Regions from separate parts of the Macaca mulatta genome. Here region 2 is linked to region 1. The links are chromatin contacts, called in public Hi-C maps. All regions are on one chromosome and are shown on one strand. Each heading gives the region's core, a stretch centred on a gene start, on an enhancer-like site or on the middle of the called end of the contact. The rest is flanking DNA. Distances are from core to core; before and after follow the strand shown.

Region 1 (3,751 bases), core at 418-2,917:
CGGATCCCAGAACCTAGGCTTCTAGAGTAGCACCACCCAAGGGCAGAAATAGAGTGCTGAATTGAAAAGAAATACTTAGGGGTGAGGAGGGAATGTGAGGGAGGTTAATTTAGCTTTTATGAGGCAGCCTGCAGACTGAACACCATGTGTTGATTGGCAGGAAGTTTGAGCCCCGCTTTCACCATTTACCAGCCAGGTGGCTGTACCTCTCTTGGCAGAACCTCTACCTCCACAGATCATCAGGAGGTGCCAATGGGACACTTTAGGAAACTCCACTGCTATAAAGCAAATGTCATCTGCATTACAAAAAAATACCTCCTAAGGCAAGTAGGCTTGTGATGGGCCTGGTAGCATTTGTGGTAGCTGAAGCATCGCAGTGCTTTCCTAAGTCCGTCTTTTTTCCCTCCTGTTTCCCTCCTGAAAACGTGAGCTCTCTCCGGACTGAGGGAGCTTGGCCCCTCTCCTCTCCTCGGCTCTAGATGGCTACAGGGATTGAATGGCAGCAGCGATTTGCATCATCTGCCCAGTAGGGAGGTCTCTACTCCAGAGCTGGCCCTCTCCCCGTGGCTGACTGCCTGGTCCGTGTATCCAGACAACCAGAAGTCAGCCAAAGCATCAGAGCCCACTGTTTACTTCCTTGGCTCTTAAAGGGATGGGTGAGTCCAGGTGAGCTCTTAGGAGGCTTCCCTTTCTCGGTAGAGCCTTCTGGAACCCCCCAAGTCGCAGAGCCTGGGGCTGAACTGACAAATCTTCCAGGTGCCGGCTCTGGAGAGGGGGACGGTGCCCTGTTTGCTTAGTAAATCCCCGCCAGGTCTTGCCTCCTCTGGCGAGGTGTGGGGAGTGGTCGCCGATTTCCCAAGCCTGCATCTCTGGGGGCCTCAGCGCCCCTCACAAACAGCCCCACTCATCCTCCCTCCCCCAAGTCCCTCTCCCATCAAAAGGCCCTCCCAGTCTTGCCTGCTCCGAAGGCCTGTGGGCCAGAAACGGTCTGATGAAGCGCCCGAGCTTACAGCAGAGCAAGGGGCCCGCCCCCGCCCCGGGGGTAGGTGGGGGAAGCTAGCCCGGGAGGAGGGCTGCTCCTGCGCCACCAAGCCCCCGCGGCCGGGCACCGGCCTCAAACCGGCGCGGAGGCTGGCTCTGGAGCCCGGGACCGCACATGGGCTCAGAGCGTGAGTCCCAGGCGGACAGACCCTGTATCCAGAGTGCGAGCGGGAAGGGGCGCGGACGGGTACGCACAGGAGCGCGCAAACTCAGCCTGCCTCTCGCTCCCACCCCAGTATAAAGCCGAATCGGGCCACTAAGGGGACGAGATCTGCGAACTCTCCCACCACGGTCCTCCCCGGCCCTGTAAGGTCGTAGGCCCCGCCCCCAGCAGGGTCCGGGAACAAGCACTGGCCTGGGTCAGGGCAGGCCTGGCCTCCCAACTGGCTGGGACCGGGACCCGCCATGCCCCTCTCAGGGCCTCAGCTTCCCCTCCCCGCCGCCGGCGACAGGGACCCGGGCAGAGACCCCACTCTCGGACCCCGGCGGCTCCGCAGGAGGCTCGAAAAGACCCTCCCCCGCCCCGTCCCGCTCCCACCTCGCCCGCTGCTGCCCCGGCCCCGCTGCCCCGATCGCGGCGGCGCACCCCTGGACTCACCATGGCGCGGGCGGCAGCAGGTGGCCGGCGGAGAGGGCAGGCGGCGGCCGGGCGCGCAGGCGGCCGTCCCGGGGCGGGGCCGCGCTCGGACCGCCCTCCGGTAATGATTAACGTCCCCAGCCAGGGACGCGCTCGGCCTGCTTCCTTCCAGCACTTTCCTCGCTGCTCAGAGCCAATCCTCCGAGCTTGTTTCAGGGAGCTAGGGTGAAGCATGAGGGCTCCAAATGCCCACTTCAGGGTTGGAATCCCAGCCCGCCGCTTACAGCTGGGTGGCCCTGGGCGCCAGAATAACTATTTATTTCTTTATAAAAATCTTTTATTTGGATAGAATTGACATGCAATAAGTTGCACATATTCAACGTGTACAATTTGATGAATTTTAATGTTTCCCTCGTGAGACCGACACTGAGATCAAGATTATGAACATATCAAGTTTCCTTGATGACTAATGATATTGAATATCTTTTCATGTACTTATTTGCTAAGGATAAGTCTTTTTTGGTGAATAGCATGTTTGAATTTCCTGCCCATTAAAAAAGAAATTGGGTTGTTTGTTTTCTTACCGAGTTTTGAGGGTGTTTTTTTCTGGATATAAGGACATGATCAGGCAGTGCTTTTCAAATATTTTCTTTGAATTATCTTACGCTGCCTTTCAAAGAGCAAACGTTCTTAATTTTGATGAAATCCAATTTATCAAATGCTTCTTTGATAGATTTCTATTTTGATGTTGTACGCATAGAAATCTTGGCCTAACACGAGATCACAAAAGTTTTCTCCTATGTTTTAGAGCTTTGGGTTTTACATTTAGTCTGTGATCCACATTGAGTAAATATTTTTGTATGCTTCAAGTTATAGATCCAGATTCACTTTTGCACATGGAGATTCAGTTATTCCTTTCTCCACTGAATTGTCTTCGCACCTTTGTAAAACATCAATTGATTATATATGTGTGGGTTTATTTCTGAGCCCTTTCTTCTGTTCCATTGATCTGTTTGTCCATCATGACAGGACGCTACCTTGTCTTGATTATTATAGCTTTATAATAAGTCTTAGAGTCAGGTTAGAAAAGTCCTCTCACATTTTACATTTTTTCTGTTACCTTTTATTCTTGTACTCCATTTTTATTCCCCCCCGCCCGCCGCCACGGCCCATAGCAGCCTCTCTAATGTGTTAATGTGTATTTTTGTTTGCACACGTTCTTGCAAAATGTGTGGTGTTGTTTCGTCTATATGTATTTTTAAATTTATGTAAATGGTATTATGTAAATATATTACATTTCTCAGTCTGTTTCTTACAAAACAGAGTATTTAGTGGAAAATTAAGATCTACCCATGTCGCTATATGTATATTCAATCTGTAGCTTTTAACTGCGGCCTAGTATTTTGTAATGAGAGTCTGCCGTGGTTTCTTGTTCTATCAGTGATGGATACTTAGGTTCCCTCCAACTTTCTGCTGCTACCACCACCTCCCAAATCCGTGAGTATGTGGGCACACACACACATACACACACAGAGTTAAACAACAATGCTGCTGCAGTGAACATCTCTAATAGCTCCCGGGGCTGTGGGCAGTTTCTTAAGTATATTCATACCCTATGAATCCAGCAATTTCCCGCATGGGTGTGTATCTCAAAATAGTTCCAGATAATGTCCAGAATGGGGACACCAGTCCTCATTCTCGCCCGCACAGTGTGAGGGGGTACTATTTCCATATGCACCTTACACATACATACTCACACTTCCTGTTAGCCAGCTTTTTATTTTTTGTCAGGCTAATAGCTATAAAATGAGAGTTTATTGTGAAGCAGGATTTCTTTTGACCCCTTTGCTGGGGTTGCAGCAGGGAGTGCCCTATGTATTCAGCTTGCAGCCCACATCTGGTTTGCGTTCCAGCCCACAGCTCATGTGGCCACTGCAACTGCATGCTCAGCCCCTGGCATGAGGGAGCATCTGAGCGAGTGATGCAGGGTTTGGCCAGCTGCATCGAGCCATGACACGGGAGCAGGCTCCGTGTGGCGCCCATGGCCGGACCAGGTGTGTCACCCCAAGGAGACTGTGGCAGCACCCAGGCAGGGGTGCCTGAAGCCCCAGAGAGGAGTGTTACAGAGCTAAT
Region 2 (4,131 bases), core at 464-2,963, 650 kb before region 1:
ATTAAGGAAGGATAAAGCACTTAAAATTTGATAACTATATAGTGGGTTCTAATTATTAGTATTTCTTAAGTTCCAGAGAGTTCCACTCGACAAAAACAGTTACTTCAGCTAGTGCCAAATTCTAGAAGTAGCTTTGGTCTCCCATAACGGAAGATATATATAACATATATATTATATATATAGAGAGAAAATATTAATTGCAAATAACCTAAGTAAAAGCAGTGTATTTATTCTGCATATACAGCTTGAAGATCCACCCCTCACCTTCAAACCAGTCACCTCTGTAAGCCCTTCCTACAGAGAAATTCTGGAGCCAACACTATTTCCAGAAAAACAGTTCCATGAATTATTAGTCAAAAGTCACTGCACTGCCCTTGTTGCTTAATTGCAAAATTAAATAAAATGGGGAGGGGTGGGTAGTTCTCACGCTTCCTGGATTTTTCTGATAGTTAACCTTCAGCTAGATGTTTGCTTTACGGTTCACTTTCCTTTTCCTCCCGCACCAGGCTACTTTTTGCTAGGAGCTTTGTTCCTTCAATGCCTATTCCCATTCGTCCCCTCTACTCCCCGCTTCCCGGTCCTTCATACACCAACTCAGAGTTCGAGGTACCTGCCCATTTCCTTCCAAATAAAACTGTAAAGAGATTAAAATAGAAGCGCTTGTGGTGACACATTTACGAACGCCTCCGTTATCGCCCATAATCTACTCCTAGTAGCTGGGGGTGGGGGGAGTAAGAGGATAAAGAAAAACCCCAAGTAGATTTCCTCCACCTACAAGGCCAAAAAAAAGGTGGTGCCCTAAGGAGCGTGGAGGGCGCCAGCCTGCAGCCTCCCGGTTTCCCCGTGCAGCCCTAGGTGCAGGACCCGGGGTAGGTACCCCCTAGACGCCGAATCCTGCAAAGGTAAAAAACTTGGCACTTTCTCAGTCATTCTTCCAGATTGACGTCATCTGTTTGATTTGAGAGGAACAGCTTTCTGTTTCATAAGGATTCCCAGCATCGGCGCTGAGGGAACACAGGCGGCGGAGAGGCAGGAGCGCTACCGGGACCCCGGAGGACCGGTCCAGCGCCTTCACAGAGGCTCCCGATCCGGGCCTCAGTTTCCCCTTCTGTAAAATGAGGGGGTGGACTTGGCTCCGCTCAGCGCCCATAATCTGAGCTACGGCGGCGGAATTAAGGTCTTTAGGAAGTCACTGCCCCCCCTCGGAGTCGCCGTCCCTCCAAACTGAGCAATCCTCTTACGGGCATTATGCTACCTCCAGGCACCTTTCTAGAGTGGGTCTGTGATTTCCTTTTCCCATCAGACCCTGTCCGAGTCGGACACATGCAAAACTAGCTGGGCCCAGGTTCGGGTACCCCGTGGCGTGAGAAAGGGACCATCGCCGTTCAGCGGGGAGGGATGGCCGGAGGCGACCCCCGCTGCCCCGACCGGCGGCGGCAAGTGTGCAATGTGAGGGCCGGCCAGGCCCCACAACGCGTCGGAGACTTGGGGCCGAACGCGGGCCGCACCCTCCCGGGGAGGCGAGGCCCGGGAATGAATGGGCGGACCGGCGCGGAGGGGCCGGGGACCGCAGACACTCACTGAGGAATACTCGGTACTCCAGGGAGAAGGGAGCGGCGCGCTCCTCGGTACTGAAGCCGCTCATGGTGCCGGAGTCCAGCCGCCGCAGCTGCCACAGAGCCACCAGCCCGCACGCGGCGCCGACAGACAAGCAGAGAGCCCCGCGCCTGCGCACTACGAGTACTGGACCGGTGGGCGGGGCGGGGAGCGCCTTTAACGCGGCTCCGCTAGCGTTCCCGCCCCCGCCGGGCCAACCCCGTGCGCAGGCGCACTCCGCACTCCCGAGCCCCGCCCCTCGGGCCCAGCCTCTGCGATGACAGTGGGGGATCAGAGTCTGGGCCACGTGGCTGCCGCCGGCGCTGGCTCTATTCCTTCGGCATTGGGCTCTGACCCGGGAGGGCAAATGCGCAGGCCCTAAGCTTGGACTAGCTAGGAGTTGACGGCCGACCACGCACACAGGGAACTCACCTTTGATTCTCACACACTCCTCCCCGCAGACCTATTCCTTATCTCAAAAGGCGATGATAAGTCATCTGCTTCCCCAGACAGGCCCTGCTTGCGGTCTTAAAGGTGAGCATTTTTCTGATCCGTCTTAACAAAGTTGAGCCATACTGACGCCCCTAGTGGCTAGCAGTAAGGTACTCGCTCTTCCACTTTCTATAACCTCTCTGACTCCGTTGCTTATCTGGGAAGTGAAGATAGTAATAGTAACTATTTCATGAGTTACTGGGATGATTACCCGAGTTAATACACGTCAAAGGCTTGGAGCAGAACCTGGGTCTTTGTAAACACTCTGGAAGTTGTTACTGTCACCCTCCCCAGTGGGGGAAGATTTACTACCCCCTTTCCCCTACCCGCCCCCCACCACCTTACTTAACCCACCCGGGTCCCCAGGGGCTTCAGATGGAAGCATTGGGAAGGTCCAGGCGTGAGCTAGAGTCGCGTGAAGGATTGCTCTTAGGGATAGGCTCCTCTGAGCTTGTTTTCCTGTTTATATTTCATCATGTCAGGCCAGACCCCAAAAACTAAAGTCTGATAGAGGCAATGGGCAAATATTTGCATCACTTACCTACCTCCCCGGGCATACATGTTAAAGAAAAAAAGTATGTCCAAAATCCTCAATATAAATTAGAAAATTATTATTTACATTTCAAAGAATGCCTAGTTTTATTTGTTAAAAAATTTTCATGGCCAGGATTTATTTAAATAACTTTTCCTAGAGCATTAAAGATAATGTGTCTTAAGGACATTTTGAATTAAACTCTTCTTTTCAAAACAATGTCTATTGTAAAAAATGAATATTAAATGAAAACCTAGTAAGATCTCCAGTTAGTTATGGTGTCCCTCCCTTTGTCTCTGTCCAACTCCCAAATCCCACTGACACCCATTAATTTTCAGAAGGCTGTGATTCACTGATTTTTTTGGAACATTACACCACAGTTTTACTGCAGTTAGAACAAAAGGGCAGGAAAAAAAAATAGCGAAGCAATAGTTTAGTCACTAATTAGGGTCAAGGCCAGGCATGGTGACTTACGCCTTCAATCCCAGCACTTTGGGAGGCTGAGGTGGGCAGATTACCTAAGGTCAGGAGTTCGAAACCAGCCTGACCAACACAGTGAAATCCTGTCCCTAATAAAAATACAAAAATTAGCTGGGCGTGGTGGCACGCTCCTGTAATCCCAACTACTCGGGAGACTGAGGCAGGAGAACACTTGATCCCAGGAGGCGGAGGTTGCAGTGAGCTGAGATCATGCCAGTGCATTCCAGTGTGGGTGACAGAGCGAGACTCTGTTTCAAAAAAGAAAAAAAAAGTAGGATCAAGTTCAGAGAATATTTTAAGGGGGATGCTCTTTTGATTGGACTGCTCTATCACTTTTCTGCCTTTGAGCAGATGGAACCAATTTTCTTGGAAATACCCAGACTCTCATCTGTGACTGACTTAAGGAGACAGCAGTGATGCAATAATAATGTTCTACATACACTTTCCCTTTGCCTCCTGCCAGTTCACAGCAAGATAATAAAGTCTCACTGACCTCTGAACTTGCACACTGGCTCTTGTTTCATCGAATGTATTCAGAGAGCCAGTCAGTACCAGCTCTGGTAAAACACCCAGCCCTGGTGCATTGTAACTTTCCTTTGCAGTCAAGTGTAGTGAGCCCATAGGCCCAAAAGGACCTTGGTCTACTATGTCTCCCTAGGGCCTAGCACAGTACACAGCCTAGAGTAGATGTTTACTGAATCTTTGCTGGACGAATGGGTAGAGGAATTAATGAAAAGGTGAATACCTTCTTAAGTACATTAGTTTGACAGAGAAGGAGTCCATCTCTTCTCAAATATTATCTTTCTCAGTGACCAAATCTAGTGGCACTTTCCAGTCCATATCCTGTCCCCTTTGCTCTGGGTGACCCTATTGGGTGTCTCTAATTTCCTTCTTTGGCTTGCAACTACACTCTCTTTTTTTGTTTGTTTTCTTTTTTGAGACAGAGTCTCACTCTGTCACCCAAGCTAGAGTATAGTGGTGTGATTTCGGCTCACTGCAACCTCTACCTCTTAGGTTCAAGTGATTCTTGT

What was found. A called contact is a pair of places that touch in the nucleus more often than the background predicts.
Region 2: a Hi-C map of fetal cortical plate shows a contact between it and region 1, with 4 times the contacts expected there. The contact joins the promoter of PPA1 here to the promoter of PCBD1 in region 1. A contact is called at or near these places in 2 of 14 Hi-C or Micro-C datasets (fetal cortex germinal zone and fetal cortical plate).

The regions. Positions count from the first base shown.
Region 1 is chr9:78,747,949-78,751,699 of T2T-MMU8v2.0, reverse strand. It overlaps PCBD1 (pterin-4 alpha-carbinolamine dehydratase 1), which reads right to left and starts at 1,667. Exons shown (of 4, transcript NM_001266886.1): 1 at 1,640-1,667. The coding sequence starts at 1,642.
Region 2 is chr9:79,397,247-79,401,377 of T2T-MMU8v2.0, reverse strand. PPA1 (inorganic pyrophosphatase 1) reads right to left here and starts at 1,713. Exons shown (of 11, transcript XM_015147456.3): 1 at 1,582-1,713. The coding sequence starts at 1,645.